Regions from separate parts of the Rattus norvegicus genome. Here region 1 is linked to region 2. Evidence: chromatin contacts called from public Hi-C data. All regions are on one chromosome and are shown on one strand. Each heading gives the region's core, a stretch centred on a gene start, on an enhancer-like site or on the middle of the called end of the contact. The rest is flanking DNA. Distances are from core to core; before and after follow the strand shown. Region 1 has its middle 26 kb from the start of Adgre1. Region 2 holds the start of Vav1 (vav guanine nucleotide exchange factor 1).

The links. Hi-C and Micro-C count contacts between places; a contact is called where the count stands out from the background.
Region 1: a Hi-C map of Schwann cells shows a contact between it and region 2, with 4 times the contacts expected there. The contact joins the enhancer-like site here to the promoter of Vav1 in region 2. A contact is called at or near these places in 3 of 12 Hi-C or Micro-C datasets (the A7r5 cell line, Schwann cells and frontal cortex).

What each region holds. Positions count from the first base shown.
Region 1 is chr9:2,299,986-2,307,132 of GRCr8, forward strand. No RefSeq gene overlaps it. Among named protein-coding and RNA genes, the nearest start is that of Adgre1, 26 kb to the right of the region's middle. Within about 2 kb of position 3,741, at least 3 of the 93 cell types and tissues checked have an H3K27ac peak or open chromatin away from gene starts, as enhancers often do. A contact at or near this core is called in Schwann cells, where this site is marked.
Region 2 is chr9:2,246,762-2,253,325 of GRCr8, forward strand. It overlaps Vav1 (vav guanine nucleotide exchange factor 1), which reads left to right and starts at 2,194. Exons shown (of 27, transcript NM_012759.2): 1 at 2,194-2,454. The coding sequence starts at 2,251.

The sequences.
Region 1 (7,147 bases), core at 2,491-4,990, 55 kb after region 2:
ATATATAATAAATAAAATAAATCTTTAAAAAAAATGGTAGTGGGGTTAATTGTTTAGGGATGAGCACTTCATCTTGTATTCTTTGACCAATAAGGCATCTCTCTACTGACCACGGTCTACTGTAGAAGGCCCTTCTGTGACCAGGCTAAAGGCTGCCAGGGTTGTGGGTGTACACATAAATACCTAGAAGGTATTTTAATAACATGACCATTTAGGAAAATGACAGCAGCAGGTGCTAGCCTAGAGCTAGCCCTCCTAGCCCTGGGCCTCCTAGCTCTGGGCCACATCCTCTCAGCCATAGGTCATGACCTCCCAGCCCTGGCTGTGACTCCCAGCTGAGGGCCTTTGACCAGAGCCACAGTCCTGAGCAGGAAAGTGCTTCTGTCAAAGACCCTTCGATTTTATTTTCATTTTGTTATTATTTGTTTTGGAGACAGGGTCTCATGAATCTCACACTGGCTATGCACTCACTGTATAGCCAAGGGTGACCTTGAACTCCTGATCTTCTTTTTCTACCTCCTAAGTGCTGGGAGGTGTGTACCAACATGCCTGGTTTATTCTGTGCTGTGGATGGAACCAGAGCCTCACACATGCCAGATGAGAGCTCTATCCACTGAGCCCCAGCTTCCTCCAGCACAGAGAAATCTCTTTTCTCATGGTACCCTATTTGGGGTGTGGATGGACTTGGGGGATAGAATTCCATCTCTTTACCACCTCAGACCGTAGCTCATTTTCTCCTGTCTATGCCATCTGTCGTCTGTTCTTTTGGCTTCAGACTTCTGTTTATTTTTGCATGTTTTTTTTTTTTTTGGTTCTTTTTTTTTCGGAGCTGGGGACCGAACCCAGGGCCTTGCGCTTCCTAGGTAAGCGCTCTACCACTGAGCTAAATCCCCAGCCCCTTTTTGCATGTTTTTAATAGTGACTATTACTGAAGCCTAGTAATGGGTTTTCTTATAACATTTCCATATATGTACTATTTATTTTGATCATATCCTCTGTCATGTTCTCTTGCCTCCTTCCACTCCTGCTGATCCCTTTCTTTTCCTACGCAGTACCTTCTACTTCCACGTCTAGTTTTTGATAGAACACTGAACTCCATCAGGGTTGAGAGGAGAGACTGTCACAGGAGTGTGGGCCACTGACTGTGGTTACACCCCTGAAGAAATGTGTGTCCCGTCCCCGGAGACCTTGAACTGTCTATCAATCCCAGGAAGGGGTGGGGCCTCGTGAGCCCCTCCCCTCCCAACTGTCAACTCTATCAAGCCCAGGAAGGGGCGGGGCCTCGTGAGCCCCATCCCCTTAGCTCTGTTCATTTTGTTTCAGAAAAGCCTGTGCATCAGACTGATTCTTTTTTAACATATATTATTCATGCCTTGGTGTCTCTTTCTTATTGAATAGACTTTATTTTTAAGATTGTGGTTAAACACAGCATGCAGTCTACCGTACCTGCCGTTTTGAGTGTTTTAACTATTGCTAAGTGTATTCATGACTCCAGGATCAATGCCCACTTTCCAGAACTTTCCCATCATTTACATGACACCCTCCACGCTCTGCCCCCAGGCCCTGACCTCTGTCTGTCAGACTTTACCTGCGGTACTTTAGGGCCAGGGCAAGAGCCAAGAAATTGCCTTTTTGGGTGGATTTCTTTTGATCAGCCTGGATCACCTTTACCAAGCTCAAATAGAAGAACAGCTAGTGTGGGTGGCCAGGGATGGGACAGGGCTTCAGAGTGTACATTATTCAGGAAGGCGCCATTGTATTGAACATCCCCATGGCCCAATATTAGGTCCAGTTTCCTGGGCAGTGGAGAAGGTGGTTGAGACATAATGGACTTGGAGGTCATCTCAACCCCTGGAAAATTCACTGTACATTACCAGAGAGTCAGGGGTTATACTTTTTTGAAGGCACAGCATCATGACGTGTCTGGGAGATGGCTCAGAGGTTAAGAATTCTTGCTGCACAAACATGAGGACCTGAGTTTGAATCCCCAGAACCCAGTAAACTCCTGGGCTTGGCCATGTGCGCCTGTAACAACCAACCCTGTGCAGGAGGATGTCTGGGCTGTCAGCCAAGCCCTGGGTTCAGCAAGAGTGTTGGGGCAAAGTGGGGAGTGTTAGCCTCCTGTAGCCTCCATACCGGTGATACTATGAGCATCTGCACGTGCGGGTGTTACAGGTGTGAATGTATTCTACACAGCACACACACTAAAAAAGCTGAGTCTCAGGGCTAATCTGTGGTCTCAGCACCCTAGTACAGTGGTCACCACCCCTCTGGGGGGTCGAATGACCTTTTCACAGGGGTCGCATATCAGAATATCCTGCATATCAGATATTTACATTACAATTCCTAACAGTAACAAAATTACAGTTATAAAGTAGCAATGAAATAATTTTATGGTGGGAGACTACCACAACATGAACTGAATTAAAGTGTCACAGCTTTAAGAAGGTCGAGAACTACTGGTCTAGTGACTAACAGAGGCCACGGCACTCCCTGGTTCTCTCTCAGGAAAGCCAATGCCCAAGCATTGCCTTATTCACACACTTGGCCAAGGATAGACTATGGCACAGGAGTCTGGTATGAAATGCTTGTCATGTCTGAGGGGTCTGCCTTCACCGTAGGGAGAGCCAATGGATTCACAGGTATCAAGAACTGCATTAGAGTTCTGCACTAGAGGAACAGGACTGATAGAATCAATAGATATCAAGGAGAGATTTATTAGTCTGGCTTATATGATGCAGCTTGGGCTGCCTGTGTGCTACGGAGGCTGAGAACCGGGGAACAGCTCAGTCTATGAGGTGGTGCGGCAAAGTCCAGATCTGAAGGCCTGGGGGCAGGGCGGTGGTTTCTGGAGGGTACCAGGTCTTCAATCTATGTTAGATAAGGATTGTAGGAACAACACAGAGGCAGCAACAGAGTGGATGTGCTCTCCAGGAAGGGGCAAGAACAGGCTGAAACCCAATAACATTTCCCTCTCTGGAAGCTGCCAGCCACTGTCTAGGAGGCCCTTCCCCCGTAGATTCCCCCAGAAGCATGTGTCTCAGCCGATTCAAGTTCAAGTCAAGTTTGACCATCACAAGAACCATGACAACAGAAGGTTGCCCTTTCCCATGGCTTTTCCATGAGAAGGAGAGGCTGAATCATGTGATGTTGAGGAGTTAGAGATCATGAATTTGCTCTTGGAGCAATTCCAGCCATTCCCAGAGTGCTCACTCTGTCTTTAAGGCTCAGGGCGGCAGAAGTTTGTATTCTGTGGTGCAGGCTAGGTTTTGCTGCAGTGACTGTCTACAGGTTGACCTGTAGGGTCTGTGGGGGATTGTCTTAACTATGTTAAGTGATGTGGGAAGAACCAGCCCACAGTGGGGCACATCATTCCCTAGGCAGGGATACAGAACTGTGTGTAAATGAGTAAGCTGGCCTTCATTTCTTCCTTCTTGACTGTGGTTGTCCTGTGACCAGTTGTTTGAGGTGTCTGTTATAATTGCCCCACCAAGATGGACTATACTCTAGAACTGTAAACTCAACCCCTAGCTCTCCAAAACTCCCCTTTTTTTGTCGGGATATTTTATTATAGCATCAGAGACTAGGACAATCCTCAAAATACTCCCCCTTAGCTGTTTTAATGATTTAAAAAGACGAAGATGTGGGAAATCAGATACAAGTTAAAACGCAGAGGCGGATATCCAAGCAGGCCTGGTCCAAGGCAGATAGCTGGAAATTAAAGGCACGATCACCCCCTGGTGGACATGTGCGATAATGACAACGTCTGCAGCTGGGCGGGTCGCTGGCGGGCAAGTGGGGGGAGGAAAGGGGGAAGAAATTGAGTTTGTGGGTGTGCACACGCGTGTTTGCTCACAAATCTATGTGTATGAGTTCAGAGAGGCATCCAGGAAGGGACCCTGGTATTTCTGGTACCTCCATTCAGCCTTCTAGAAGGAATGAACAGCAGCACTACCGGGATGATGTGGTGTTTTCAACTTATTTTTAGTTTCTTATTACATTTATTTGATTTGTGTGTGTGTGTGAGTGCACCGTGCGTGAATTTCACAGGAGCATGCGGAGGCCAGAGGACAACTTGCAGGAGTCAGTTCCCTCTTTCTACCATGTAGGTCTTAGGGATTGAACTCAGGTCGTTAGGGTTAGTGGCAAGCTCCTTTACTTGCGGAACCATCTCACAGCCCTATCCCTCAGTAATTTATTGTTACGTATTTTTCTTAAAAAATGTTTAAAACATATTTTTGGATCTGTAGTGATTTCTTTCTGAGCTTCATTTGTTGAATTGGTCTTTGGACAATTTTATTTTGTCTTTTAAAAGAGAAATGTGTAAAAGGAATTTTACTATGTGTACTAGTGGAATTTCATACAATGAAGTCAGGCATAGAGCCGTTTTGTCCTTAGGACTCCAGCGAGCTGTGTTTCCCTGTCTGTGTCGCTGAGAGGCCCTTGTTTCATTTCTATGGGGCCTAAGCACACAGCATTCACTTGCAGTGGTGTGCTGTCACCTAGTGTCCATGAGTGATATGGTCCCTGGGTTCAACTGTGTATGTTCCTCAGACTCACTGTCATCCCAATCTTCTTCCAATGTCATGCCTCTTTTTAAATTTAAAATAGCCCATCCAGTCCAATTTGGGATGTCCATGAGTCCTTGGTACGTGGCTATCCACTGGAGCCTGGTCAGCCTATGGGGTCAGGGACAGAGTTTAAAAACCTGCCTTTCCTTTTGTCTAGCTCTTCAGGGTGGACTTATTAGTCTTTCCACTTGCTGCAAGGTGGACTGGGCTGATCGTAAGCAGCAGCCGCAGCTGCTGGAGTTCATGAGTGCTGGGGTCCTGCTTTGGTCATGCCTGGCCTCTGGCTCTTACAGTCTTCCTGTCTCCTTCTAAGCCTTATTTTTGGGACAGGTTCTTCCACAGGCCTGGAGTTCACTAAGTAGGCTGGCCAGTCAGCGGGCCTTGGGGATACACCGATCCCTCCACACCTCTCCCTGTCCAGGACAGAATACAAAGCTTCGTTTCCGTACCCGGACTTTTATTTTATTTTTACATTTCAATTTTTTTCTTTAAAAGCAGTGAGTTGTGTACAAGGGGGTTAAATGCTTTATAGACAAGAAAAAAAACTGAGCTAGAACCAACTTATTAATCTTCTTCCTCTTCCTCATCTTCTTCATCCTCATCATCTTCCTCTATCTTCCTTTTCTTGATCTTTTCAATCTTGACCACCTCTACCCTCACCCCCTTTTTGCTGCATCAGGTTTTCCTTTAAGCTCTGTAGGCAGCAATATCCTTCTCATACTTCTCCTTCAGCTTGGCGGCCTTCTTCTCATAGGGCTGCTTGTTATCTGTGGCAGTGTTGTTCCACATCTCTCCTAGTTTCTTTGAAACATCACCAGTGGACAAGCCAGGATGCTCACCTTTGATTTTGGGGCAGTACTCAGAACAGAACAAGAAGAAGGCCGAAAGAGGCCTCTTGTGTATATTGGGGTCATTGAACTTCTTTTTGGTCTCCCCTTTGGGGGAGATGTAGGTTTTCATTTCTCTTTCATAATGAGCCTTGTCAGCCTTTGCTGCATCTTCAAATTTCCCCTTTTCTTTTCTTCTTCTTCTTCTTCTTCTTTTTTATCTTTATTAACTTGAGTATTTCTTATTTACATTTTGATTGTTATTCCCCTTCCCGGTTTCCGGGCCTCCCCTTTTCTTTTTTTCTCTCCATCTTATACCCAGACTTTTAAATTAGGGTGTGCAGAGCTCACTCAGTAAACACTTACTGAGTCTGACTCCCCAGGTTACTCCCCTCACTCCCTTATCGTAAGCCTGAGTCTCTCTGTGTAGCAGATCAAGGCTGGGTTTGCACTCATTATTCTCTTGCCTCAGCCTCCTGAGTAGCTGAGATTTTCTAACTCTGCACCACAAGGTTCGGCTACTATGAGCAGTTTATGCATTAATAAAAACTTAGGCTGGCTGTGGTGACATAGACCTTTTATCCCAGCACTTGGGAGGCAGGGGCAGGGGCAGGGGCAGGTGCATGCCTGTGGGACCAGTCTGGTCTCCAGAGTGAGTTCCAGGACAGCAAGGGCTACAGAGAGAAACCCTGTCTCAAAAAACCAAAATCCAAAAACCAAATAACATCCCCCCCAACCAACCAACCAAAACCAAAACCAAACCAAACCAGACCAAACCGAAAAAGAAAACAACAACAAAACCCAAAACCCAAACCAAACCAAAAACCAAAAACCAAAACAAATCCACCCCTCTCCCACCAAATGGGTGTGGGTTGGCGGGGCTGGAGATGGCTCGGTAGTGAATGCACTTGTCAATTTCTGATGACCTAAGTTCGACGACCTCTGGGACTTATATGGTAGAAGGTGAGAACCATTTCTTGAAAGCTGACCTCTGACCTCCGTATGCACATGGTGGCAGTAGACACATTTAAATAAATAAATAAATAAATAAATAAATAAATAAATAAATAAATAAATAAGAATGAACAAGGAAATGGAGGAGAGGGGGATGCTGCCTCAAGAGTTCATTTCACTCACAATATGCGTACCAAATTACTAAGGGGTGCATCACACAGTGGGTAGAAAGAAACAAAATACTCAAATGGTCTGTGTGGTTTGAAGTAGAATTAGCAAGGGAGGTAGAGAGGAGGATGGTGGGATTGAGGCACAGGTTGTACACAGAGCCTGGATCTTTTTGAAGCCCGAATTAGAAACCGGTATCTCTGGATGGTTGTGCTTTTCCTGAAGCTTTGTTGGGTAAGAAGGATGGCGCAGCTGGTCTAGTGCTTGCCCCACAAACATGAGACTCATGTTTCTATTTGTGGATTCTAGGGTAATGAGAGAGACCCCATCTTGAGAAAACACCTGAAGCTGCACAAATTTGACTTAGGAGGTTAGAAGACCAACCAACAAGGAGGGCACGAAGTTGATAATGGTGGGTGGATAAAAAGAGTTGGGGAGAGGGGGAGCAGGTGGCAGTCGTGAATGTGATCAGAATACACAAGCACACATGTAGGAAATTCTTAAAGAACTAATGACAAATACATTAAAACAGACAGTGGATGTTGTTTGATGGAGAAGATTAAAGTTGGTCTGTGTATGTGCACTCAAGTTTGCATGCACCCCTGTTGGGGGGCCAGCTCCTGCATT
Region 2 (6,564 bases), core at 944-3,443:
AGGGAGGTTTCCAGCTTGTGCCCACGTCTACCCATATCCTCAGTATGTAAATCAGATTCAGGCTGGTCCAGCGAAGCCGTCCAGCGCCGCCTAGTGGCCGTAAGGATAAAAGGTGACGTGCTAACGGAGCGGCTTGGAACCTGGTGGGCTAAGTCAGGGAGAGGCTTCCTTACCAAGGTCATTTTAGCTCTTGATAAGCTAAGGTCAGAAGAGCAGTAAATATTTGTTAAACAAATGAATTAATAAATAACAGGGAAGATCAGTGGTGGCCTTGACTCGGAGGAGAACTCGTAGCAGGAAAGGTGGGTTATAGTATAAGTGTCAGGTTTGTTGGGCAGTCAGAGTTTGAAGGAAAAAAGTAGGGAAAGGTGGAGGAGGGCTGCGCTTAAAATTTAGGAAGACTTGGGGTTGGGGATTTAGCTCAGCGGTAGAGCGCTTGCCTAGCGAGCGCAAGGCCCTGGGTTCGGTCCCCAGCTCCGAAAAAAAGAAAAAAAAAAAAAGAAAAAAAAAAAAAGAAAAAAGAAAAAAAATTTAGGAAGACTTAAGGGGAAAAAAAGACATTCGGAGGCTGGGGAGATGGTTCAGTCAAATGCTTGCTACTCAAATGAGAGGGCAAGAGTTCAAATCCCCAGGGCAAAATTAAAGAAGGAGGAGGTAGTCTGTGCTCTTTATTCTCAGTGTTCCTAAGATGAAATGAGGGCAGAGACAATTCTGGAAGCTCAGAGACCAGCTAGCCAGGAGCGGTTAGCCCATGAGCAAGAGAGGCTCTACCTTAAGTGAAGTGGAAGAGGGGACTTACACTGAGGTTGTCCTGCGACCTCAACACACACGCCAAAGTGTGTGTGCATCACACACACACATGCATGAATGTACACAAGCTCGTGCAGCACACTGGCGCATGGTATTCACAACACAAGTTTAAAGGAAAAAAGGAAAGGTGAGAGGGCTCTGTGGGCAAAGGTGATTGCTGCTAAGCCTGATGATCTGAGTTCAATCCCTGGGGTTTGAGTGGTGGAAAGAGAACCTATTCCCTCATGTGTCCTTTGACCTCCACACATGTACTGTGCCCCACATGTACATTCACACATACACACATACAACACACAACACACACACAAAGTGAGAAAATAAAATGTAATAAAAGTAAAAAATGGCCTTTAAAGTAGAATATATTTTCTAATTTTACTATAGTTATATCCGTTGGTAATTTCCTACATGTTAACAGGCTATCTTGGTTCTTCCCACCGTCAGCCCCCCCCTCTGACTTTCCCCAAGCACTCCCGATGAGAGTGGACTCTCTACCTTGTCCCCACTTACTTGCTCTTTTTTAACGCGCTGCGCCCATTACTGCTGCCTGTGGGCAGTTGGCTCCTTCCTGGTTTGATCTTGTGCTGCCACCACAACTGCACTGAGTTCATGAGCACAGTGGCCATGGCATGGCATGGAGACAGCGCTTCATCCCCCACCCTACTCTCTCTCTTTTTTTTTTTTTTTTTTTTTTTTTTTTGATCTGGGGACCGAACCCAGGGCCTTGAGCTTCCTAGGCAAGCGCTCTACCACTGAGCTAAATCCCCAACCCCCCCCCCCTACTCTTACCTACTTTCTATCCCTTCTTCCAAGCCTTGGGGTGGCAGCGGAGATGTTCCACGCATGGCTGAGCACTCAGTAGTCAGTGACATAGGAAACGACGGAGTGAATTAGTGTGGTGGGTACAAGTGCAAAGGCTCTGGGGCAGGAGGGAGTGAAGGACAGAGAGAGAAGAGGCTGGCGGGGGTGGGGCAGGGTGAACTTGGGTTTTGACCCTGTGGAAGAAGGAAGGTGGATCCAGAAAGGTTATGGGTGGTGGAAGAATAGTCGAGACCTGACTCAGTGTTCAATGGTCCCCTTTGGCTGCTGCAGGGGCAACAGACTGTGAGAGAACAGGGCCATAGACAGGGGACCAGGAGAAGACAGAGGAGGTGACAGCCTATGTGCCTACAGCTGGATGAGGTAGTGCAGGTGCCCAGGTCTGCTCAATGTGGGTGGAGAAGGGGAAGGTCACACTAGTGAGGGGAAGGTGTGAGGGTGGAACTGCAGATGCTCCCCTCCGCCCCACGGCTCCTCCCCACCCCCACCCCGGGGCGACAGTTACAGTCATAGAAGAGGAAGTGGTGTTGTAGTTGTCCCCACTGGGGCAGGCAGCAGCGGTGGTGAAGGAACGAGGGTGCACGGGGCCTCCCCGAGGGGCCAAGGGAGAGGCAGGCAGCCACTATGGAGCTCTGGCGACAGTGCACCCACTGGCTGATCCAGTGTCGGGTGCTGCCTCCCAGCCACCGTGTGACCTGGGAGGGGGCCCAGGTGTGTGAGCTGGCACAGGCACTGCGGGATGGTGTCCTCCTGTGTCAACTGCTTAACAACCTGCTCCCCCACGCCATCAATCTGCGGGAAGTTAACTTGTGGCCCCAGATGTCCCAGGTAAGTCTGCCGGGTGATGGCAGGGCATGGCTGGATGGAGATGGGGAGGTCTGGCTCTGGCTAAGGGGAGGTGTTGAGCAGAACAGAGCTCTGGGTAGGTTTGTAGACTCTTGGTTGCCTTGTGTCTGTCCTGGGAAATTTCCCTAATCCCCAGCTGACTCTGTTTAGATCCATTTAAATTAAGGGGTCCTAAGAGGCCTCCTTGTAGTTAGCCAAGAGGGTGCATGAGGTTGGAGCACCAGATTCAAGCATTGAAGAAAGAGGCCTTCAGTTTCTCCTCCACCGTGGGTGGCTCCTCCTCTTCCGCCTCTTTTGTCTCTCCCCCCCCCCCCACTCCTTCCTCCTCACATCTTCCTTCACCTCCATTTCCTGTCGTGCCTTTGTGCTGTGTGGCATGGAGCGCTGGGGGCTGCAATGTGAGACCCCGTGGCATCCTAACTCTATCCATTTCATGAAGGGCCCATTGAATGCAGGGCCCAGGCCTAGGATCCTAAAAAGGTCCTGGGTGACCCCGACTTTCTGCATTCTCCATGCTTCAGGTGGACGGAGGCATGGTCAGACTATGCCCTGGTGAGCTTAGGAAATGTATTCAAATCCTTATTTGAATGTGGCTAAGGTGGTGGTGAAAGGTGACTGGTGGCTTTGTATTCTCTTGTCTGCTTTCCCAGGGATGCTGGGGTTTTGGGGGGCCTGATAGCCCTAGAAATGGAAGTATAGGTTCAAGTTAAAGGGACACAAAGCTTTACCATGGGGTGTGAAGGACATAGTCATATCTAAGGGAACATGGCCTTGCCCTGGGCTCTGAAGGACACAGCCTTGGTGTAAGTGACATCTGTCCTCTTGCCCTCAGACTGCCAGTCCTGCACAGCCTGTTTGTACAAGTCCCAGGAGGCTGTCCTTGGAAATGATGGTCAACGGGACTGGAGCCTGGTCTTTTCCCTCATGTGAGGGATCCGATGGAGTTGAAGGAGGAAGTTACTTTAAGAATGGCCTGCTGGGGTCTCTAGGATATTTCTGGGGTTGTCAGTGAGGCAGCAATCCCCCAAGCTGTTGCAAGTTCCCTGGAGGAAGTAGGGAAGAGCAGCCCCTGTCCCCCGCGGACTTTCCCTCTTCCTGGCTGCAGGTCAGCAGAGATTTGCTTACATTTGCCTGAACTCCAGTAGCTTCAAGGGCTTGGGGAAGTAGTCATGGGACTCTTGGGCCCCAGCTCTGGCGGGACTGGAGGTGCCCTACGATGTGGCAATCGCAGCTCTTGGGAAAACAGTTAGAGTTAAGGATGAACTTCCATCCCTGTGTATCATAGCCAAGGCTGATTTTCTGAAGGGCAAGTGTGCATGGTGTTAGTCCCCAGAGGACCAGCTGTGTTCCAATGACAGTCCTAGTATGTGTCAGCCAATGCTGGGAACTTGGCTCTGGCCCCCAAAGAATTCTTAAACTCAAGGAGACAGAAGAAGATGCATCTCAGGCCCTTGTGCTCTAAGAATGTAAGAAAAACACTGCTTGGGAGAATTAGGACTTATACAAGAGGGGATATTTAAGCTGGGTTTTGAAGAATCAGTAGGAGTTTTCTCTTTGTTCCGGCTCCCTATGCTCAGTTGTGTGAAGCCTCAGGCTGGGCCAATGTTCACTGTAATCTTCCCCACCACCTTCTCTCTAGCCTCTGGTCTTTCTGACTTCTTAGGGAATTCTACATCTGGTGGAGGTGTGTGTGTGTGTGTGTGTGTGTGTGTGTGTGTGTGTGTGAGAGAGAGAGAGAGAGAGAGAGAAAGACAGACAGACAGAGAGAGAGAGAGAGAGAGAGAGAGAGAGAGAGAGAGAACCAATGGGTATGCCAGAGGAAATACCTTATGGATGTCCCCTCTGGGCCTCTGAGGCATTTGTTAGCAGAATTAAGCCAGGAACAGAGTGGCCCATGGGATAGGGAGGGCAGAAAGAAAAAGAAAAAGCCATGGACTGGGAAACAGCAGAGATAAAGTTGTAGAGATTGGAATGAGAAGACTAGTTTCTTCCTTTCCTTATCTCTCTCCTTTGTTGAGGAAATATGGAGGAAATAATCTATATACCACGCACCCACTCATCTACCCACCCATCTATGCATCCTTCTATCCACTCATTCACCCTTCCATCTGTCTGTCCATCCATCCACCTTCCATCCATCCATCCATCATCCATCCATCCATCCATCCAGCCAGCCAGCCAGCCAGCCAGCCAGCCAGCTATCAGGTTCAAAAGAAACTTGGGGCAAATGGCTTACCACAGTGCCTATTAGCACACCAAAGCACATGCTGGTGTTTAGACTTCTTACCCCACTCTCCTCCCTACACATCACCAGCTTAGGGGGTTGCCTTCCCAGTTTCCTCTTCCTATAGAACCCTGCCATGTTGACCATGTGCTCTCTGCACTCTTGGTCCCATCTCTTGGCCCGCCCTCCTCGCTTGCTCTTCCCCCTCCCAGCAAGCCTGGTCTGTTCTGCTGGCTATGCTCAGTCTACTACTTTCTCTCCATGCGCTGTATGCTCATAGGTGATTCTGGCTGTATTCTTCCTCATAGCTACAACAAAACTTCCCCATCAACCATACCTCAGGATGGTCTTGTACTCACTTTATACATGTGGTGCTGAAAATCCCACTTTATGCTCTCCTCCCTCGCCCCTCTCTCCTTCCCTTCATCTCTCCATCCATCCATCCATCCATCCATCCATCCATCCATCCATCCACCCATCCACCCATCCATCCATCTACCCACCCATCCACCCACCCATCCATCCATCCATCCATCCATCCATCCATCCATCCATCCACCCATCCACCCACCCATCCATCCATCCATCCATCCATCTACCCATCCACCCATCCAACCACCCACCCACCCACCCACCCATCCATCCACTCATCCATCCATCCACCCACCCACCCATCCATCCATCCATCTACCCACCCACCCATCCACCCACCCACCCATCCATCCACTCATCCATCCATCCATCCACCCACCCACCCATCCACCCATCCATCCACCCACCCACCCATCCATCCATCTACCCACCCATCCACTCATCACCCGTCTACCTGTCCATCCACTCATCCATCCACTTACCCACCAAATCTATTGATCCACTTGTTCTATTCATTTATTCATTTATCCACCCACCTACTCTCTACCCATCCATCAAACAGTGACTGTTCAGGGAAAGCCCTGCCCTTGGTGCTGGGGACTATGGGAGTGGGACACACATGCTCATTTCTTATCCCACTATATCCTAAAGGAAGGAAATGCACCAACGAGACAATAGGGACAGGGTACACTTTCAGGAGGTGGCTCATACTTTGAAGAAAGCTATGCATTTTTGAGTAAGGAGTCTAGGAAACCTCACTAGACTAGAGCAGACACCTGGGGTTGGTGAAGGGGAGCCTTGTGGATGTGTGGGTAGTGACCCAGGTGTGTGTGTGTGTGTGTGTGTGTGTGTGTGTGTGTGTGTGTGCTGCCCATTCAAAGGTCCTGAGGTATGTAGTGGCAGGCAGGTATCCATGTGCTCAGGGCAGTGACTTTCCAGCTGTTTGCACTGGTGTTGGAGGTCTGAGTAGAGCATTTTCAGACTGGCCAGGGCCCATGAGGTCTAAGACCCACAAAAAGGCTGATGACATCATGGTTAGAAACAGAGGCTTCAGACATCACAATCGTATGCTTCCCTCCTCTGTGGGTCTGTGCAGTCCTCCATGTGGAACTCTGGTCTGAGGAGAAAGAGATAAGTTTTGGGAAAGGCCCAGCAGGATTCCAGACTCAATATACTCCAGGAGAAGCAGGAATTGGTGTATAACACATTGACAAGCCCCCAGCCCCAGAAAACCATGCAGACGGGCATGAGCTGTACCGGTTGTCATGGGCATAGCCCTGAGTTGGCATGTCTGAACTGGAAATAGAAACTAACATAGCAATTGGCTTGGGTCTAGTGACTTGGATATAGCATTTGCACATACATTAAAAAGCAAGGTGAGGCCCTCCCTGCAAACCCTGTGGGCTAGCTACAGGTTCAGTTAGAGACCCTGTCCCAACCAGACAGAGACTGATAGAGCAGAACACCTGATGTCCACATCTGCCCTCTGCATGCAC